Regions from separate parts of the Mus musculus genome. Here regions 2, 3, 4, 5, 6 and 7 are each linked to region 1. A link is a contact called in public Hi-C, HiCAR-type, HiChIP or PLAC-seq and promoter capture Hi-C data. All regions are on one chromosome and are shown on one strand. The core of a region is the stretch at or near the end of the contact, and the rest is flanking DNA. Distances in the headings are between cores, read along the strand shown.

Region 1 (2,797 bases), core at 194-2,693:
AAATGAGCCTGCAGCTTTTGCAAGCGCACGCAAACACTCACACCAGAAAGCCACTCAGGAAACCCACACAAGGCTACACGCTGTGGAAATTAAAAAGCGGAGGTTGGGAACCAACGGATGGAAGAGCCGGCACCCCTAGTGGGATTTCCGCCCCCACTCGGGTCAGTTTCCCCAGGGGCTTCTGCCCCGGATGTTTCGGATCTAAAACACGACTTCAGTGCTTCCCCCAGATCACCCAGCAATCTTTGCCTGAGAGATTTCAGACCAGCCACCGGGAATAAACGACACGCTTAATTTACAATTCAGGCAGAATGCTTATTAGAGGAAAAGGGAAGGGAGAAAAAAAAACTTAATTTGAGCAAGATACCAGCTACCTACAGGAAACTGGATGCAGTTTAAAGTTCTTAGTGGTTAAAGCTTTAAACTAATGGAAATGGGTCCGTTTAAAAAGAAACTTCTTAAACCTTATCGTCTCACATATCAAATGAAAAAACTTGGGCTTTGGGTTATATTCATACTCACACTCACACACCCTCCTTTAAGAAAAATAAAGAAGAAGAAAAAGAAAAGAAGGGCCTTCTGAGGGTGAAGTTGCACCAATGCCAGACGCAGATCTGCAATTCCGGAGGCTTTTTCCCCTCCCTGGGCTGGCAAGATACTCAAAGATGTGGGGGGCAGGGGTTATGAATATGAGAATATAGCCCTTCGAGCATCCCCGCCTAACCACCACCTTTCTGGTAGTTAATAATCTGACCGTGTCAGCGCGTGGACAGTGAGGGGTTAAAGGCATACCTACCGAAGCGGCTGTGGTCTTTCCTGGTTCCCTGGATAGTACCGTTGGGGAAGATCTCTAAATGAAATCCAGTCCTGCAGTACAGCTGCCTCCGCCTGAGAATCCCCTTTAAATGATCCAAGTCCGTGACTGCGGGGCCCCGGGGCAGCCCCCCTGCTTCGGACTGACCCAGGTGGTCACTTAGCAACACCGGACTGTCCACCGGCAACACCGGTACGTTCCCGAACGGTACCGCGTCCTGCACACCGAAATAGCTCCCAACTTCACCTAAGGGAGCCATCAGAGGACTCGGCTTTTAAGCACAAGAATAAACAATAATGATGGTATCAACCAGGAGACACTAGGCGAGGTATATCCAACTCCCCTCCCTTGCCGCAGTTGCAGACAGAGAGGGAAAAAGGGTTCTTTTCTTCAATCCATCCGATGCATAAATAAAAGTAATCGGCTGTTTCTCTGGCACAGGTTCAAGGTCAAACCACTGATAGTCTAAGAAGCCACCACTTTATACTCACACACTGACATTGATCAACACAGCTATGCATCGCTACATATGGAGCCTCGACTCTCAGCAGGCAGAAAGGTCTTCATCCCATCCGACCGTAATAAGGGAAAAAAATCCGTAGTTTCTCCATTTGCTTAGAGATCAGAATGACCATAGCAACGTAAGTGCCTGGGCGATATTACAGGGATTTTTAAGATGCTCGGGCTACGTCAGAATTTACGGATCCTGACTCCAGAAAGGCATGCGCTGTTTTTACTCTCTAACCGACTCTGCAGACATCAGCATGAATCCTTCAAGGGGAAAAAAAAAATCTCACGTTGGCGGCGGCGACAAATCTCTCCTCCCAGTCCCTCCTCCAAAAAATAAAGATAATATAACAAAAAGAAGGGGGAAAAAACTTTCGGCGTCCAAAGCTAGTATCCAGAACGCTGCAGAGGCTCTGCGGAGGTCCAGCGGCTTGCAGTGAGGCGAGCGGCAAGCGGCGGGCGAGGACCGCGTCCCGGAGCTCGCGTGCTGCCCGGGCTGCCGCGAACAGGTGTCGCCGCGCGGGCCGCGCAGCGCCGTGGCCGCGGAGCGCTCCTCCTGCGCAGCCCCCGCCGGCGCGCAGAGTGGCGCAGGCGGCGGCATTGGGCCGGGTTTAAGGTAGCGCGGCGGCCGCCCCGCTCCGCCCGGTCCTAGCGCCCGCCCTGACGCTCGAGCCGCTCTGCCGCAGGCCGGGCACAGGCGGGCAGAGCGCGGGACTTCTCCGGGAGGACGACCTAGGAAACCCGGCTTTAGAGACGCCGGAGACGCGGTGCCAGAGACGGGAAGCAGCAGCCCGAAGACATTCGGCCACAAGAAATCTAGCTTGCTAGAGACGCAGGGTCAGAGGGGAACTGAGAAAGCAGTTTTCGCGCGGACTCTGTAACCTTGCGTCGCATTATAAAATAGACTGGGAGGGAAGGGTTGGTGTAGGGAGCTTGGTTGGACAGGGCAGTTTCTCTTTCATTCTACAGCCAGACTTACAGACGCGCAAACAATATTGCAGGTAAGACAGTTGGGTGTGAGTCAGATTCTTCTCTCTCTCTCTCCCTCTCTCTCACTCTCTCTCTCTCTCTCTCCCTCACACACACACACACACACACACACACACACACACACACACACACACAAAACACACACACTGGTGGGCCCACACTCGGGTTTGTTAAGGGAATTCTGGTTCGCATCTTTGAGTTGTTCGGGTCCTGCCTCCCCCCAGGTTCCCGCGGCTAGGAGCAAAGGGCACCCAGGGCGCCTGAAAACAGCCCCTGTCCTTGAGTTCGACTCACGCCCCAGATCTGAGTGTGCGTCTTCAGGGAGAAGGTTCCAATGAGTTCTCTCTCGCCCCCAAACAAAGCTACTCAGGACGGGCTTTGCCACCTTGAGCTCTACTTTGCCTGGAAGTGAAAGGCTCGAGTTCCAGGGTTGCTCCATGGCCCGAAGCTCTCTGCATAGCCTAAGAGCCAGACAGGAGCCGCCGG
Region 2 (2,797 bases), core at 94-2,593, 970 kb after region 1:
CCTCTGCCCAAGCAAGAGCAGTCAGGTCTGCCCGCGGCAATGTGCCAGCTTTACAGGGAAAGCATGTACCTTCAGCCATGGTCCTTTCATTGAAAGCCAATCCTTCGACCAGACGGGCCTTGTCAGAATGAATCAGTCTCTTCACTGCGTGTAAAGCTAATCTGAAGGAACTTTGTGGGGATGTGCCGTTTTCATTCCAAACCTGGCAGCTGTAGGACTCGGGTTGCAAGTAGTAAGGTGAAGCTAGCTGGCCTAGGTATCCCAAAGCGTAGCTAGCTCTTGTGAATGTCCACCGTAACTCCTCTCAAAACTATCCAGACAGCCAAGCAATGTGGAACACCGAGCCCTCAAAACCCACGAACAGCTTGGCGGAGAGAGGTAGATGCAGGCTGCCCAGGTCTTCCCAGCATCCTGGACTCCAAGAGGGATGGGCTTGCCTAACCTCTTCTGCTCCCCCCCCCCTTCCGCATCCCCTGCACCGGCAGAATCTGGGTGCCCCTTCCTTGCAATGCTTTCAGTTGTGGAAAAGAGGACACAGAGAGCGGGGGCACAGGCAGAGAACCCTCCAGAGACTGTGACAAGTCCACTTCCAGGCCAGCCCTGGAGACGCACCTCTACATCTTCTTCTGTCCTAGCCACTGGCACCCTGTTCAAAGTGATCGAATTAAATCGGGAATTCAAAGAAATAGAAGCCAGAATTTGGCCAGCCCTGGCGGCGCCCTCTGTTAGTCTGCCTTGAACCCGAATTCTAGATGCCTCAGCTCACTGCACTACGGGAGAGGAGTCTCCTGTGCGCTACTGGAAGCTGCAGGCCAACACAAAACTGTACCGTCCGTTTATCTAACACGCACACACACACACACACACACACACACACACACACACAAGTATATATAATATTACTACAGCGAAGCTTCGAATATAACAGCACACTTTCCACTAGTGAGAGTAGTAAGAGCAACATCAACTCTCTTTCAACATCACCCAATCCCCCAAAAGCGAGTAGCTGGGACTTGGAGCTTTGCGACCTGCGTCCTGGGTGAAGACACAGGTCTACCAGCTCTGTTCAGGCTGCGCTCGGGACAGGACACTGGAAGAGCCTTGAGCTCAAAGAGAGCTGGGGGTGGGGTGGGGCGGAGTGGGGTGGGGAGTGACCTAGGCTCCAGGAGAGCTCGCGACTCGGCGGGCCCTGACGGCTCTGGGTGCCCGGAGAGCCCCGCCCGTGGCGCTGGGGGTGGCGGGCTACTGGGAGCCGCCTCCTCCGCAACTTTCTCAATCGCTCCAGGGTGAGAGAGGCGGGGTGAGGGCTTTGGTTAAAAGGCGCCGCGGCCAACAGGTGTCCAGGATCGCAGCGCGCGGCGCGCTCCGCTCTCCCAACTCGCAGCCAGTCGGCGGCGCTCCAGTCCACTGAGCGCAGCCTCCACCGGGACCCGCGGCGACCAGCACAGGATCAGCCGGCGACCCATTTCGGACCAACCCAGGAGCGGCCCCGGGACCCGCTTCAGACCTGCTCCTTACCGGGGACAGCGCCTCGCCGCTTCCCGCCACCCAACGCTGCACGCTCCTCCGGACACAGGTGCGACCGCCAATCCGCGCCACCGAGTCACACTGGTGTAACCCGCCCCCGACCGCAACGCCCCACGGTGGCTGGGGCGCGAGACTCAGCCAGTAGGGACGCGTGAGGTGCGAGGAGGGGTGCGGGCCGCCACGGTCCTGGGAAACCGAGGCCGGAACGCGCTGCGCGGTCCCTACGGGCCACCGCCACCCGTGCATAGGGACCCGAGCTGTGAACGCGTTTCTTCGGCTGCAGGCGTCTGGCCCGGCTCGGGGTTGGAGCCGGCTGCTCTCACCGCCGCGCACAGCCTGAGCCGGGAGGTCCCGCACAGCGCGGGGTGGGGAGGGACGCGGGGGCCAGGCTGTTCCGCGCACGACTGCGACGTGTCGCCAGTATTCCTTCGCTAGAATTTTCCCGAGGCCTCCTGGCTGCGTTGTCTGCCGCCATTGAAAAGTTTTTAGCTAACCGAAAGCTGAGCAGGAAAACTCAGTTTCATTTGTTAAGCAGGAAGCCTCCGTGGGAAGACACTGACCTTTACCACCTAAAGCACTGGGGTGACGTGGGCGACCGCCCAAAACGCGCGGCCGTAGCCGCTCCCGCGAGCTGGGGAACCCCAACCTGCACTCGGGTGGAGATTTTGATTGCTTTTTTTTTTTTTCTTTCCTTAAATGCTTTTTAAGGATTTGCGTCCAGGCGGGACGTTACAGCTGGAAGGGAAGGCACAGGTTCACAGATGGCGTGCTGCTGAGAAACTTGTCCCTTAGGACAATTGCATCAGCCCCTTGGTGCTGCCTCAATGGAAGGGAAGGGAGCGTAGGCCTAAATGGGACCCATTGCTCAGGTCCACGGGATTGTCCTGAGAAGCCTGGCTCAGTCATGGCTACACTTACCCCGGAGTCCTTTGGGAACTATGGGCAAAGCCAGTGAATTATGAGAAGGGTGGAGGGTGCGGTGGGGTCAGCATCTAGAGGCAGTCCACCAGCTCCCCGAAGTATCCTTTAAGGCAAATAAGGGTCATATGCAGTATATACTATAAACATGGAGAAGCTCCCTTCTACTCAGGAGCGAATGATTCACCGGTTCAAGGCAATCTCCAGGTGTCCCATGCCAGGTAGGGACCTGCGTGTGACCTAGTCCTAAGGCCAGCCTGGAAATCACCTCCTACACCACAGTTGAATATTGACGATTTCACCTGCTGGCTTAGTACTCCTAACCCCTTTGTGAGGTCAAATTTTAACCTCT
Region 3 (2,797 bases), core at 125-2,624, 870 kb before region 1:
CTATGTGAAGACAATATGTCTTTAGAGACCAGCAGTTTACACCTCAGATTGAGTATCATGTCAGGAAGTGTTCAAAATCATCACTTGAGGGTTCTGCATTGCCTTGTCATCCGTTGTCATCTATATATCCATTGTCATTCCCACAGAGTCATATTTTCAAACACAGTGTTTCTTAGCCATCTAAAAGGTAAGATGACACTAAGAATGGCTAACGCTTCCTCTTCAAAATACAGGTCAAGTAGCCTTGATTTAAGAGTTGTGAATGTTTGCATCTTTTTAGCATGGTACTTTGGGAATGAGCCAAAATCTAAACCTGAAGCTCATTTATGTTTGATGCGCAGCTTAGACACATCTGATAACCATGAGATGACCATGCTGGTTACTTTCATTAACTTGACATAAACTAGAGTCACATGGGACTAAGAAACCTTAACTGAGGAAATGCCTCCATTCGATTGACTTGTGGGCACGCCTTTGAGGTTATTTCTTGATTATTGATTGATACAGGAAGGCTCAGATCACTGTGAGCAGTGTCACCCCTGGACAGATGTTTGTGGGTTGTATAAGAAAGCAAAATGAAGAAGCCAGGAGGAGCAAGCCACAAAATGGGATTCCATCATTATTTCTGGTTCAGTTCTTGCTTGGGCTCCTGCTCTGGCTTCCCTTAGTGATGGACTGTTACCAGGAAACAGAAAATAAAATAAACCTTTTCCTCCTCAGATAGTTATGATTATGATGATTATCACAGCAACAGAAAGTAGACTAGAATAGTTCTCTTATTTGGTAAATTCACCACTTGTATTACAGGGGGACCTTTCAAGGATGTCAGGTGGGGGATTTCACAAGTGTAGCTTTTTTTTTTTCTTTCTGCATTTAAAAAGATTCAGAATTGAGAAAAAATTTGGATGGTAGATTTCCAGATTACAGATATCCAACCTATATTGGCAGAATTCTGAAATAGAGACAAACATTTGGAGTTGAAAAACAGAAATCTACTCCCAAGAGGAAAGCAGGATTCCTCCTTTTAAATTCAGGTAGTAGAGTTGTATATTGTGTGCTCTCTTCCTTCTTGCCTTGACTCTGAATAGCATAGTGATAGCTGTCAAGGAGTTGGCAAAGAGGTCACTAGTAACAATCGTCTTCAAAACATGTTGCTTCATAAAAATGTAGGTCCTTGGCCTCCGTGACATAGAAATCTCCTGCAAAGATAAAAAACAAAACACTCAAATGCTGCAACTCTCTGAGCTTGGCAGGTGCCACTGGCTAGCTGGTAACCACCAAGGCTGGAGGAAGCCTGTCTCACTGACTGGGCTTTCTCTCCACTGACCTCATGCCTGTGCACAGTCCTTTGAACAGATTGTGTCAGCCTGGTGCCAGGTAACTGCCTTTCAATTTCTGTTCCTGCAGATCCCTTACTTCCTGCAGGAATGTGGGCTGTGCACACCCTTGCTTTGAAGCTCAGATACATAACACCAACCTGGGAAGTTGGGAAACCTTCCAGGGTGGTTTGTGTCACCACTGAGTAGATTATAAGCTAGATCAGGCTTCAGGCTGCCCTAGTAAAGAACTGTTTTTTGTGAAGTCTGAAACAGCCCTGCTGACTACCGTATAACGTAGTACAGGTGTGTGTGGGATGTATTATTGATTTGTTAGAATGTGAGGGGCTCCTTGTGTTTGGTTGGGAGTCTAGACAAGGTTATCAGTGTGCTATTTCCTGGCTCTGTCTTGCTCTGCTCCTGTGAAAATGAAAAGTCCAATTTCTTGGGAAAACGTTGATTGATATGCAAATGGACGCAATAGCAGGGGGGAGCCATTCACTGAATCCACCTCAGCTTGAGCCAGGTTTTGGCTCATCTCCAAAGGCAAAGGATTAGCAAAGACCGCTGCTAGGGTGCCATAGAATTACCGAAATCCAGGAGGGTACACTTGCTGAGGTCAGGAGGTGGCTTATGGAAGCAAAGGGTGACAGTGGCCAAACTCCCCAAATCAAGCTCGTTCCCAGCTCCCAGGGAATGGGCACTGAGCAGCTCTTGTCTGATTCAGAGCTCAGACCCTACATTGGGGGTGGTCAGGATGTGTTCATCCAGGCAACAAGATCATAGTTGAGGTCAAAAGATTTGCTTCAGTAGCTGATCCGCCAAGTCCATCCCGAGAGCAGTGCTGAGAGACAGGTCCTCCAGCTTGACAGAGAAGAGAACATCCATGAACGGGTAGAGGTTGGGAGCACACTATCATGGTCCATCCTCCAGGGGAGGGGATCCTGAGGACCAGATCTTCTCAGATCTGTGTTTGCACTGCCTGCACTGATTTTGGCAACACGTTTTATCTGCCTCCAACTCTAAAATTTCTGGACCTGTCTTGGCTTCTCAGGAAGTTGAACCCAACAGCTCCCCCTAGAGGAATACTAGCATGGCAACAACATGTCTCTTGAAAAGAGCATGTACCTTTCATAGTAGTGTTGCCTTACTGTTTAAAATTCAAGGATGGTAGGGAAGTTTCTGCACAGCAGTGTTGCAAAAAACCCAAGAAGGCTTCTCAAATTCTGCTGGTGCTATTCACTTGAGCTTCAGGGAGTGTGACTAAATCCCCGCCCCCACCACTCAAACCCTCTCCAGGCCGAGCACCCCTGGACCATAGCCAGACAGTGCTCCCCCCCAGCATGCACACAGCCAGAGGCAGTCACCTCTAATTACCGGCTTGTATCTGTGAAATGACCCCCATTGTCCGCCTGGTGTGGCTCGGATGGGAAATGACCTTGATACTGGCCCTGTGAGTACGTGGAGTTTCAAGGGTTGCA
Region 4 (2,797 bases), core at 155-2,654, 840 kb before region 1:
TGGCTGAACTCACGGAGATCTCTATTCATCAATGCTGGAGTTGCAGGAATGAAGAGCTATGCCTGGCTTTAACATGGATGCTGGCGAATGGAATCAGCTTCTCACACTAATTCATGAGCCATTTCTTCAGCTCAGGCTGTTTCTTATTTTACACACAAAAAAACTCAGAAAAGTTTTCCTTAGTTTCCAAAAAAATTTGAATTTACCTGTACCATTTTTATCACTTGACTCTTAATTTTATCCCGTTTCATCAGAGAACATCAGCTGTGTGATTTGGATCCATTTACACGTATTGAGAACTGATGGCGGGCTCATTGTTTGGTCTATTTTGATGAATCTTCCTGTACCCTTGATTGCTGATTTGATCAACAAGTTGCCTGATAATGAAACTATGTTCAGTGTTTTGTGTGCATGTGAAGGTCCAAGATTGACATCAAGGGTGTTTTTTAGCTTACTCATTGTGGTAGGCAGGGTCATAATTGAACCCAGAGCTCACTAATATGGCTAGTCTAGCTAGGCAGCTTACTTGCTCTGGGGATCCCCGATGCTTCCTTCTTAGTGTAAGAATTATGGGCAGGGGTTCATTGGCATTTATGTAGGTTCTGGGAATGGGAACTCTGCTTCTCACGCTGTCACAGCACTTTGTCCACTGGAGAATCTCCCAGCCTTGGTCTCTGCTGTTTTAACTACAATTTTTGACTATTTACATTTAATGCATATAGTTAAGTTTAAATTTACCATGTCGCCACTAGTTCACCACTAGCACCATTATTCTTTCACTCTCCCCTTCCCAATTTTTCTTTCCTTTGAAAATTTCTAGCATTCTATCTTATCTTATTAACTTGTTGGTAGTCTTTCTTCATTTAATGCTATGCCCATCACATAGGATGAGCTTCTCCATGGTACACAACAACCACATCATAAAATTATATGTGTTTTTAAAGAGTCAATTACCACTTAAATTTCTGTAGTGATTATTGGTTTTTATGGTTCTCTGTCTGTCTCCGTGTCTCTCTGTGTGTCTGTCTCTGTCTCTGTCTCTGTCTCTCTCTTTCTCAAAAAGCCTAGGCTTGTCTGGTATTCTCTATGTAGCTCAAGCTGGTCTTGAACTCATGATCCTTTCACCTCAGTCTCTTGAGTGCTAGGGTTTCATTCTTATGTTGTTCTTCCTGGTTCCCCATACATGTTTTAAAGGTACTTTTCCCACATCTCAGAATGTTTGTCAGCATTTGAACTTGAGGAAAAACACAAGACCCAGACACATAGGTTGCTAAAGGTAGACGTTTTTTTTCCGTTAGTTGAAGTGAGGACAGATTGTGAGAACAAGTGAGTGGCCAGCATTAGGCTTAACTGTTAGGCTAAGCTGGGAGCTGTCTTTCATAATTTGTTCAAACATCTGGCCACCACTGCTAAATAGGTTAGGGAAGAGCATATGGTTCTCATTTAGAACACTGCAAATACCATCATCGTGGTGACTGTGAAATTTTTAAAAAGTCCAATACTGTTTTGATTATAAACTCAGACAGAAGAAAAAAAATAAAAACAACCAAAAAAAAAAAAAACCCAACTGCATGGTAAGCTAAGAGTTTCAGTGTTCCATTATAGGGCTGTCTAATTCTGTGTCATGTTGTGACTTTGAGTCTTTAATGAAAAGACAACCACTGAGGTAAGTAAAAAAATCAGACAATAAAATATATGTGTACAAAAGGAAATGATAAATGTATGAGAGTTCACTCTTATTAAAAGATTGCATTTAGAATCTGAGTTGCGTGTTTCTGATTTAAGCCTATCGATTAGAAAGAAATGTACGATTTCCAGTTAGACTATAATTAAATTGGAGCCTTCTATCTCTGTAAAACAGATGAAAGGGCTCTCATAAGGGCTGTTAGGTTAATCCAGCTGCTCACAATGTATGTTGTATTTGACCAATTGCCAAAGAAAAAAGAAAAAAAAAACTGTGGCTACCCAAGCCAGCTGGCATGGGGTTGGAGGATGGAAATCTCTCAGCTGATTAGGACTGTATGGCTGGAGATGTTTTTTATAAACTCCACTTTCAAAATGACAATTTTGGCTGTTCTACAATTTTGCCAAGCAATAATATCTTCAAAAGTAGTTTTCTCCTTAAAAATCTCTCTCCTGATTCATATTACAAGACTTCTTACAGTGAGCCATTTAATAATACTAAAAAATAAGAACTGGCAGTGTCGCTAAGTGGTGGCACATCCAATGCCCCGAGTCCAGTTCCTAGAACTAGCAGAGGGAGAAAAAGACTGGGTCAGGATGGGAGACAGTAAAGTTGTTGACACATCAATGAAAGAGATTGCAAGCTTGTCATGCTTTCTATGGAAAAGCAGAGAGTAGGGTAAATCAAAGTCAAATTTAAAGTAAAGTACACAACGAAGAAATTCATGGTATAGGTTAATAATTCACTGTATTCCTTTTCCATTGTTATTTATAGGGAGACTGATCATGGGTCCACAGAGTTACTCAATATTGTGCTTTTATTTCTCCCGCTGCTTGGATTAGATTGTCTTTGTTTTATTAGAATAAGCACTCATGTTTCTAACCATTAGGAAAATCTTGAATTACTTTGGTACCTGGCTCACATGCACGTGCATCTGTGTGTGTGAGAGGGTGTGTGCGCATGTGTGCTCTCATGCCTGCCAGGTGTGGAGCGGAGCCTGTCACACTAACAAGTCCCCTGCCACCCTCCCCTTTGATTTCTCCCCACCTGGTGCTTACCACAGCAACATGTCTGACTGGCCATTTGAGTTATCTGAGAAGCTGTCAAAAAGCT
Region 5 (2,797 bases), core at 122-2,621, 650 kb after region 1:
CACAGCCCCAGAATGTTGATCAATAGGTTCCCAAGGGATGGATGCTGAAGCTGCTGCTCCATCGATCACACTTTCAAATCATATACTCAAAAGCTCCCTCCTTACAAACTCTTCTGATCTCACTTTCGTTTATTCATAAGGTATTGAAACAATCAGCTTTTAGAACTAGACCTTTCTTCTGGCTTTTAACCAGATTTACACACACACACACCTGGGAGACAGACCAATAGTGGAATACACAAAATTTTAAAGATGTAGAAAGCAAGGCTAGGAAATAGTAAATGAATTATCCTTTACTAACAACTATGAATGGCTAAGAAATAATACAACTCAGTATTTCTATATTCTCCAAGGTGGTTCAAAAATAATTTGGGATGCTGTCACTTCAATATTGCCAGTGAAACTATTTTACATGGCAAAGTCCTTTTTATATACTTCTACCTTGATACAGTTCACACTCAAAATGCCTATTGTAGTTTCTCCAAAGTTACCAACCAGAGTTGAAGATAAAAAGGAAAAGTGGAATTTTAGGCTTTTGGGAAAACAGTAGTCAGATATCTTTTGTCTGTGCATCCTTAGATTCAACCAACTAGAAACTGAAAACATTTGGGAGAAATTTTTTATCTGAACTGAACATGCACAGGCTCCCCCCCCCCCCCCCCGCCCCCAGCCTCCCGAGCGTGCTTTTCATTATTCCCTGAACAATTAGGCATAACAATTAATTATAGAGCAATAAACAGTCTAAGATAACAAAAATGGGAAAATGGCTTATATACAATACAAATATACCATCGTATATATGTGAAAGAGCACCTGGGAACTTTGGTATCCAGGGAAACTGGGTGTCCTAGAATCAATTCCCAGAAGATATGTTTTTATCTTTATAAGACTGTGATTTATTCATTCTTTTCTGTACTTTTGCTTTTACTCCCGATTACTAGGTAATCAAAGCTTCACCGGATGCAAGTATTAGAAATGTTCGCTGTAACCTACTGTGAAACTCTAAAAGTTTCACTGCTGCCATGGCATCGCCAAGCCGTGTGACATTAGCCCGGGTAGCCGTGCCGGGTGGAGCGGGAAGTCCACCCCCTGAGAGGAGCACCATCCAAGTGTTGGCTACGGAAGCGCAGTCGCCAGGAGCCGGGCTTGGGCGCCGCCAGCCCGCCTGCCCTCGCGACCCCGCCGCCGCTCACGCACGGGGCAGGGAGAGGGCAGCAGGGAGGGTGGCCGCGAGGGGCCGGGCGCTTCTCCTACCTCGCGCCGAGGAGGAGCGGGCTGACCACGAGTGGGCCGAGGGAAGAAGCGACGCCTGATCCTAGGCAGGCCAGAGCGGGACGCCCAGCCGTTGCCAGGCGCGACTCCAAGGAAGCCGCTCCCACAGGCCTCCGCGCCGCGTGGGCGAGGCCGGAAGCTCGTGACCGGAAGTGCAGGGCTGCTGGGACCTGTGGTCCGCCAACAGCGGAGTGATTCTCGAGGCTGGCCCAATGTTTATGGTGGTCCAGGAGATGCTACAGGTGTAGGAGTAATCACAAGAAGGAAACCAAGGTCGAGTGAACCCCGAGGCAGCCATCCCCAAAGCTGGAGACCAGAGCAAGATGGCCCGGATGAATAGAATGTGTCCCAGAGCCACTACGCGGCTTGGGAACCTTGGAAGACTGTTTTCTGTGGAACATTGCGTAGAATTGTACGCGTCGTCCCATAAATTTGTCATATTAATCCTGTCTGGGTTCTCTCTAAATAAATTTAATCTGAAAATTAAAAAGTAAAGGTAATGTAATGCCAGCTATGATGACGCACATCTGCAATGGGAGTAGAGATGACGCTCAGGAGTACAAGACCAGCAGGGGACACCCTGTCTTAAAGACAAAATAATATTTCTTTCCGGAGCAAATGTTGGGCATGTTGACTTGAAGCCCGTTATAAAAAAACTGAAGTTTACTAACCTTTATTGTTCAGTTGTGTCAGAAAGTCATTGAATATGTAACATCCACCTTAGCCTCCCACGGATGGGGGTGGGGACAGATGTAGGGGACAAACTATTAGATTGGTCAGGTTCGGGCTACTTGGTGTGTTTTGAAGACTAAACCTCTTTATCTCTGATCCAGGTGTGTTGTATCAGCATTCAGAAGGTTACCTTGCAAGTGGGGTATATCGTACAGTAACTGACAGTATCTGGCAACTGTGTGTCAATAAGTAGTTGTTACGTTAATTAGTGAACATCATGGGGATATTTTAAGTTACTGCACTTCAATATAGAAAGAAAAAATACTGGAATCACAAGTTACTGCACTTCAAAAAAGAAAGATAAATACTAGAGTCAATCTTTTTCTTTTTCTTTTTTCTTTTTTCTTTTTTTTTTTTTGTTTGTTTGTTTGCTTGTCTTTTGAGACGGGGTTTCTCTGTGTAGCCCTGGATGTCCTGGAGCTCTCTGTACACCAGCCTAGCCTCAAACTCCTTGGTGCTGGGATTAAAGGTGTGTGCCACCATTGTCCAGCACTGAACTTTTTTTTTTTTTAAATGACTGTACATTCAGGGTACCCAGTCCTTGTCTGAGAAGAAGACATTATGTTTTTGTTAAAATAAAGGTTCATCAGGCAACATATTTTCTTATTTGTTCCCACACTAATTATCAAATAAACTGTCAACATATGTAATTAGTTACATATAAAGTGGGATGGGTAGCAGACAAGCCTGAGTCCCATGAAGTGGGTATGGAGTGAAAGAGTTCCATGTGTGAACATGAAGAACACTAAAGGAAAAACAGGTTTGAGGGAGAACACATCAGGTGTCAGATGCC
Region 6 (2,797 bases), core at 182-2,681, 640 kb before region 1:
GGCTAGGTGACTTGGATAAAAGTGATTATGAGCTTCATACTTTCCTGTCATATTCATGAATTTATAGCCCTTACTCCAAAAACAGCTATGTCCAATCCTCTAAAGAGAGTTGGTCACACAGATAAGTAGAGGAAGCCTATACTGGTTGATTTTCTATCAACTTTACACACAGTAGAGCCACCTGAGAATAGAGAACCTTAATTGAGAAAATAGCCTATCATAATGGCTGGAAGATGAACCCATGGAGGTATTTTCTTCATTGATGACTAATGTGGAAGGGTCCATCCCAGAGTGGGACAGATGGACTTGAGATGTAAACAAAATCAAACTGAGCAAGCCAGGAAGCAGTATTTCTCCACAGTCTCTGCTTCAGTTCCTGCCTCCAGGTCCCTGCCCTAAGTCCCTGCCCTACTGTAAGGTTAAAAATAACTCTTCCTCCCAACTTGCTGTTGGTTACAGCCATTTGGGAGCATGAAGTCCTCAACTCATTGTGTGAGCTCATGAACACCATGCTCCAAAGGCCCCAGATCAATCATAAATGTTGGTCTAGCAACCACAGCATGTCACAACTGCTTCAAAAAAGTTTTTGTTTTTTGTTTTTTGTTTTTGTTTTTGTTTTTTTTATTCCAGGTTTGGTGTCACATGTCTGTAATCTCAGCACTCAGGAGGCTAAGGGAGGGAAGTTCCAAGTTTGAGGCGATCTGGAATACACAGACGTTTGAGAGCAGTCTAACTTTGTGAGAATTCAAGGCTAATCTGGGCTACTGCCTGAGATACTGCCTTGAGAAAACAAGTCAATAAGTCCCCAAACCAACGGCTTGATTTCTTCTCAAATATCTAATGATTTAGGGAAGGAACATAAATCGCTGTGGAGGATTCCAGAAACCCTCCTTGCTAACCAGTCTGAAGTATCACTTCCTCCTGCTTCTTTTATTCTAACAATGCCTTTATCCTGTAAAGGATTCAGGGATCAAAATTGGGGACAAGAATTGAGCAGCAAAGAGAAAGCTAAAGAAGAAAAAGTGTCATCTAAGCAAAGGGTAAGGAGCTGTAGAGAGCCGAGGCAGAGGTCGGACATTCTCTCCCATTAGAACCATTGTTCTTGCTTTGTTCATTTATGTGATAGTTCCCTAAGGACCGAGCTCTCTCTACTGTCTTACATCCTCAAGTAAACCTGTATTCCCATCCCATGTAAAAGCCTGACCAGTTACTCAGAAATACTCACCCTAGATAGCAGAATGCTCAAATATTACTTTGGTTTCAAGCTCAGAAAAAAAAAATAGTCATGGAAAGTTTATATAATCTTCTTCATATGAATTCTCAGTGTTCAGGAAAGCCTTGGGTCTGGGCCAAAGTAAGAAGTGTTGAGCTATTCAGAAATGGCTTGGCTGGTCAGAAGGGTTCGATAGCTGGGAACTGAAGCAATTTGCACAAAGTGTTGGTTGGCTGAGCTGGAAGAGTTGCCTTCCTCTTGGCAAAGCCTTCCTAAGGGAGGCAAATGCAAAGAGCCTGCTGCTTCTCCCACGTGTGTGATTGTTTGTCTTTGATTCACTTATTATGTAAGAACAGGCGATCTCTCCAGATGGCAGTGACGGACAGAGTCTAGACATCGTTTATTGGCCGGTGACGTGGAAACAAGTCTGCAGTGTCTACTATTTCTCTTCTTTTGGATTTTTCTCTCCATTTTGCCACTCTTTTTTTGATATTGCATATTCTGAAAAAAATAAATGATCCTGACACTTCAAGTAACTCAAAAGCTCAAAGACATATTCCCCACTGTGTCGGGAAGGGCTGTTCCCATTTCCTGAGACAGTAGCTCTGGCCTGTGGCTCTGTCAGGAAAGACGGCAAATCACTATCATGCCTGTGTCTGGCCTTCCTGGTTTCCTCCAAGGTGGCATACTAAATAAATGAAGAAACAGTAGATCGAAATACACTCAAGAGCAGTGACTTCTCCCACTGGAATGTTCCTGACAAAAGTTTACTGTCTTCAACTTATTTAACTGCATCAATTTAACAAAAACATTACCTAGTATTCACTAGGCAACATGTGACCCGGTAAACCCTAGACCTCAGAGTCACTGGTACAAAGTCCTGTTAAAAACCTTGCTGCCCTGTGTAGTAGAAGAGAAAAGTCAATGATTTCAGACCTCTACTTTGCAGCACAGTGACTACTGACTTGTCTTCAAGTCACCTTTTGTTTCTTATATTCTGTGCTCAAACCCTGCTGGGATCATTCAACTTCTCCTAGGCTGCTTCTTGGTCTCAGCTATAAATAGGCCTCAAAGTGTATTTTTATCGTTTGGATCTTGACTTAAAGGACACTTCATTAAAAAATCCTTCCTGATGGTCAAGACTGTGTTAATCTCACCCTGTATTCACAGAGACAAGTGCTAGTTACACACCTTATGCTCAGGATCCAATCATTGGATCCCTAGGCTATGACACATGCCTCATACATAGCAGGAAAGAATTCTCGTGGATGAGTGACTACATGAGCACACTGGAGCAGCAAAGGAAGCACTTTTCAATGGTCCTTTACCCCAAATCCTTTTGTAAGTAGTTTCTTTGGAACACTACAGAGTTTCTTTGGTATAGAAATAATGTTACTGTAAAAGTTAGCTGGAGATATGCCTACAAATGGCAGATGTCTGTGACTTGGTAAGTCTGTAGAACTCTGAGTTTCACAAATGAAACTCATTTCTTTTCATTACGCAAAGGCTCAGAACATTTAAAAACAAAAGGCTTCTATGTAACATGTCACTCACTGCTTGCTTGGGTCAAAGAATCTTTTTGTG
Region 7 (2,797 bases), core at 143-2,642, 610 kb before region 1:
TGACCCTTGGCTAGGTTCTCTTACTCATTTTAACTAATCAAGCCAGTCTCAGCACATCTCCCTCCAGACTGCTCACATAGAGGCAAAATAAAAAAGCAGGTTAGCCCAAGCCACCACTTCACTGTGCAATGCATTGGGTGCTCTGCCTACGAAGGGCATCTGGGTTTGAAACTCTACCCTGCAAAGATAGGGAAATTAATGAGATCCATGACCATGGCATTGATCCCCCTGTCTGTGTCCGCAGCTGTTCCTCTCTGGGTCCCTGAGATCACAGCCTGGGAGCAGGATAGGCTGTGAGCACATCAAGACGTGTTCTTGCCAAGGTCACCACACGCTAGGCTGCAGCTTCCTTTTTAAACCTCTAAACTGCTCTTCTATCATGTGTCTGTGAGAGGATCTGGAAAATTGTGGGGCTACCCTGAGAAAGCCCAAGCTGGAGATATAACTTTGAGGCAGATTTTGTGCTAAGGACTCAACACCGTTTGATTTGTTTGCATCAAGTCTTTTCCCAGACACTCTTTATCCAGAATCACAGACTGCCCAGCAGTAGAGAGGACAGAGTGGGCTGCATTTCTTGAAGAATTACCGCATGCCAGTGTAGAGAGCGTCATGTCGCATCAGTCACTTAATTCTATGAACCCAACTCGGTGGGACATCCTTCATTTGGCTGGATGACAGCTTCCACTGACTTCCTGAATATGAGTGCTGCTTTAAGTTCATATCTCTTGAAGACACTGGCAAATGATTCCTGACATTGTGACTTTTTTTTTAATGTATCCAGGGAATGTGTCAGCAAGCTGGGTGCATTCATCTGTCAAAAATATTCCACACGTAAAAGGCAAACCAGAACCTAAGCGCTCCCTCAGCCTGCAACCAGGCACCCCTGATAGCATGTGCGAGCCCAGGACAGTATGACCACAGGCTTTCATAACTGCCTAGCATATCTCCACTGGAAAACATAATACTCAGAGACTCCAGACACTGGTGGTTTGGAGAAATTTCTTTAAAGCTTTCTGGCTTCAAGTCACATTCTCAGTGGTTGTCCTATTCTGACAGACAGGGTACTTGAATGATTATAACATCCTATGTCCTATAGCCCATTCTACATATCTGCTCTCTCCCGCAGCCCACAGACAGGGTTGTAAGCAGCTGACAAGATGGCAATCTTCCGTAGTTGCTGCCATAATCTTCCATCTACAGCTGACGTGTTTATTCTTGGACATTTAAACCGTGGCCCAGAAAGCCACGGAGGAAAGCTGGTTATAAATGTTAGATTTGATTGGGAACGACATTCCAAAATAAACATGCCCAAGCGCAGCCTAACATTCCTCTGGGCATCCGTGCTGCATGGGTCTCCTTCACACAGCCAGCAGACACACAGACACACACAGGATATTCCCTTTCACAATCACAGCAGGGCAGGCGTAACTGCGATCCGGTAAAAGCAAAGAGAGTGAAGCAGGCATCAGTCAGAGCAGATGTCATCTGAGTCAGCAGGGTCATGAGTGAGGAAGGTATTAAAGCCCCATCTCTCAGCATCAGAAAAGAGTATCTTTATACACAGAGAAATGTTAGTCTTGGGAGATCAGCTATGTGTGTGTGTGTGGGGGGGGTCTCTTTAAATTTCCCCAGTTCTTTGATGAGAAAATAAAGGAATGAGCAGAAGAGCTAGAACATTATGAAAGGGTGGTGGACACAAAGAGAAATGATTGCTGCTCAGAAAACCCAAGCAAACAAAGATAAACTAGAGAAAAACAAAAGAGGGCGGTTTTAGGGGTTTTAGGTTTTCTGTAAACTAAGGGAGAAGGAAGGGAAGCATGAGCGGCAAGGGCGGTGAGAACGTGGGACAAATAAATAGATGATCAGCCTTCAAAGTGAAAAGAAATGTCTAAATGGCCGATTTCATCTACATCACTTTGGGCGTGGGGTGATCTGGCAAAATGCTGAACTTCTATAAGCAGGGAGAAATTCTCGCTAGGTTACACAGGCAGAACCAGAAAACGCACAGTACTGAATGAGGGAGCCATATTTTCCTGCCTGAGGTTAAATGTTAGCTCCCTCATCCTATACAAAGAAATAGTGTGGTGCCCCTCGTCTACACACAGGCCAAATCACCAGAGCACTCTGATTAGGTAACAAGAGCCACTCATGTCATGCCCAACTTGTGACAGGTCTGTGATACTCATTCTACCGTAAGCTGGCACGTTATTCTGACATGATTACGTGATTGTTCTGGGGGGGAAAAAAAGAACAAATCAGGAAACCCTGAAGTCAAAGACAAACAATGTGATTGTTTTTGCTGCAAACAATGAACACCATGTTAATAGTACCAGTTCCCCAAGGCCCAGGCCACACTGGAGCATGGAGAGATAAATGACACTCATGTCTATCCAGAGTGACATTGTAGGAGAGAAACTCTGTATTTGGGGTGTACAATGTTTTTATAGTGAAGTGAGACAAGGCTGATTTTGGTGCAGGGCATCACACATGTCTTGAGCGTGTACAGGTCCTGTTTGTGTTGTCACAGTCTCTGGATATTTATATGTGCATTTGCCCTGTTGTATCTGGAAAGTGTTGTTCCTTTAAAATCATCTACCACCTGTAGTTCTTAGAATTTTCTTCCCCCTCTTCCACATAGATCCCTGAACCCTGAAGATTAAGGGGTGTGGTAAAGGCATACCATTTGCAGCTGAGCACATCCAATCTCTATACATTGTCAAGTTGTGAGTCTCTGTGTCAATTACCATCTAGTGAAAGAAGAGCTCCTCAGATGAGCATTGAGTGGTACACGGATCTA

What was found. Promoter capture Hi-C pulls out the DNA fragments that hold promoters and counts their contacts. A called contact is a pair of places that touch in the nucleus more often than the background predicts. HiCAR-type assays count read pairs that join an accessible place to other places. HiChIP or PLAC-seq counts read pairs in DNA pulled down with a chosen protein or histone mark.
Region 2: a contact with region 1 is called in an H3K4me3 HiChIP or PLAC-seq map of embryonic stem cells, with 6 times the contacts expected there. The contact joins the promoter of Gjb2 here to the promoter of Fgf9 in region 1. A contact is called at or near these places in 1 of 39 promoter capture datasets (embryonic stem cells), 5 of 484 Hi-C or Micro-C datasets (all in embryonic stem cells) and 1 of 115 datasets of contacts at active chromatin or transcription factors (embryonic stem cells).
Region 3: a Hi-C map of cerebellum shows a contact between it and region 1, with 2.6 times the contacts expected there. The contact joins the enhancer-like site here to the promoter of Fgf9 in region 1. A contact is called at or near these places in 2 of 39 promoter capture datasets (cranial neural crest and hippocampal neurons), 2 of 484 Hi-C or Micro-C datasets (cerebellar granule neurons and cerebellum) and 7 of 115 datasets of contacts at active chromatin or transcription factors (craniofacial prominence, embryonic forebrain, embryonic hindbrain and 4 more).
Region 4: an H3K4me3 HiChIP or PLAC-seq map of craniofacial prominence shows a contact between it and region 1, with 6 times the contacts expected there. The contact joins the enhancer-like site here to the promoter of Fgf9 in region 1. A contact is called at or near these places in 5 of 39 promoter capture datasets (cranial neural crest, frontonasal cranial neural crest, hippocampal neurons and 2 more) and 7 of 115 datasets of contacts at active chromatin or transcription factors (SST interneurons, T-cell acute lymphoblastic leukemia, craniofacial prominence and 4 more).
Region 5: a promoter capture Hi-C map of embryonic stem cells shows a contact between it and region 1, with 2.6 times the contacts expected there. The contact joins the promoter of Ift88 here to the promoter of Fgf9 in region 1. A contact is called at or near these places in 2 of 39 promoter capture datasets (embryonic stem cells and pre-B cells) and 1 of 484 Hi-C or Micro-C datasets (LSK cells).
Region 6: a contact with region 1 is called in a HiCAR-type map of kidney, with 5 times the contacts expected there. The contact joins the enhancer-like site here to the promoter of Fgf9 in region 1. A contact is called at or near these places in 8 of 39 promoter capture datasets (cancer-associated fibroblasts, cranial neural crest, embryonic stem cells and 4 more), 9 of 484 Hi-C or Micro-C datasets (cerebral cortex, cortical neurons, myocytes and 3 more), 19 of 115 datasets of contacts at active chromatin or transcription factors (PVALB interneurons, SST interneurons, VIP interneurons and 14 more) and 4 of 9 other capture datasets (adipose tissue, embryonic stem cells, liver and 1 more).
Region 7: a contact with region 1 is called in an H3K27ac HiChIP or PLAC-seq map of SST interneurons, with 15 times the contacts expected there. The contact joins the enhancer-like site here to the promoter of Fgf9 in region 1. A contact is called at or near these places in 3 of 39 promoter capture datasets (the C10 cell line, cranial neural crest and hippocampal neurons), 1 of 484 Hi-C or Micro-C datasets (uterus), 12 of 115 datasets of contacts at active chromatin or transcription factors (SST interneurons, craniofacial prominence, embryonic forebrain and 7 more) and 1 of 9 other capture datasets (embryonic stem cells).

What each region holds. Positions count from the first base shown.
Region 1 is chr14:58,071,332-58,074,128 of GRCm38.p6, reverse strand. It overlaps Fgf9 (fibroblast growth factor 9), which reads right to left and starts at 1,443. Exons shown (of 3, transcript NM_013518.4): 1 at 797-1,443. The coding sequence starts at 1,073.
Region 2 is chr14:57,103,248-57,106,044 of GRCm38.p6, reverse strand. It overlaps Gjb2 (gap junction protein, beta 2), which reads left to right and starts at 1,343. Exons shown (of 2, transcript NM_008125.3): 1 at 1,343-1,576. It overlaps Gm32912 (a long non-coding RNA gene), which reads right to left and starts at 1,380. Exons shown (of 5, transcript XR_383459.4): 1 at 1-1,380.
Region 3 is chr14:58,937,853-58,940,649 of GRCm38.p6, reverse strand. No RefSeq gene overlaps it. Among named protein-coding and RNA genes, the nearest start is that of Gm33472, 110 kb to the left of the region's middle. Within about 2 kb of position 1,374, at least 6 of the 459 cell types and tissues checked have an H3K27ac peak or open chromatin away from gene starts, as enhancers often do. A contact at or near this core is called in cerebellar granule neurons and cerebellum, where this site is marked.
Region 4 is chr14:58,906,723-58,909,519 of GRCm38.p6, reverse strand. No RefSeq gene overlaps it. Among named protein-coding and RNA genes, the nearest start is that of n-TTagt2, 90 kb to the right of the region's middle. Within about 2 kb of position 1,404, at least 6 of the 459 cell types and tissues checked have an H3K27ac peak or open chromatin away from gene starts, as enhancers often do. A contact at or near this core is called in craniofacial prominence, embryonic limb bud and second pharyngeal arch cranial neural crest, where this site is marked.
Region 5 is chr14:57,422,645-57,425,441 of GRCm38.p6, reverse strand. Ift88 (intraflagellar transport 88) reads right to left here and starts at 1,371. Exons shown (of 26, transcript NM_009376.2): 1 at 1,255-1,371.
Region 6 is chr14:58,708,760-58,711,556 of GRCm38.p6, reverse strand. No RefSeq gene overlaps it. Among named protein-coding and RNA genes, the nearest start is that of Gm25614, 60 kb to the right of the region's middle. Within about 2 kb of position 1,431, at least 10 of the 459 cell types and tissues checked have an H3K27ac peak or open chromatin away from gene starts, as enhancers often do. A contact at or near this core is called in kidney, liver and ventral hippocampal neurons, where this site is marked.
Region 7 is chr14:58,676,821-58,679,617 of GRCm38.p6, reverse strand. No RefSeq gene overlaps it. Among named protein-coding and RNA genes, the nearest start is that of Gm25614, 28 kb to the right of the region's middle. Within about 2 kb of position 1,392, at least 7 of the 459 cell types and tissues checked have an H3K27ac peak or open chromatin away from gene starts, as enhancers often do. A contact at or near this core is called in SST interneurons, where this site is marked.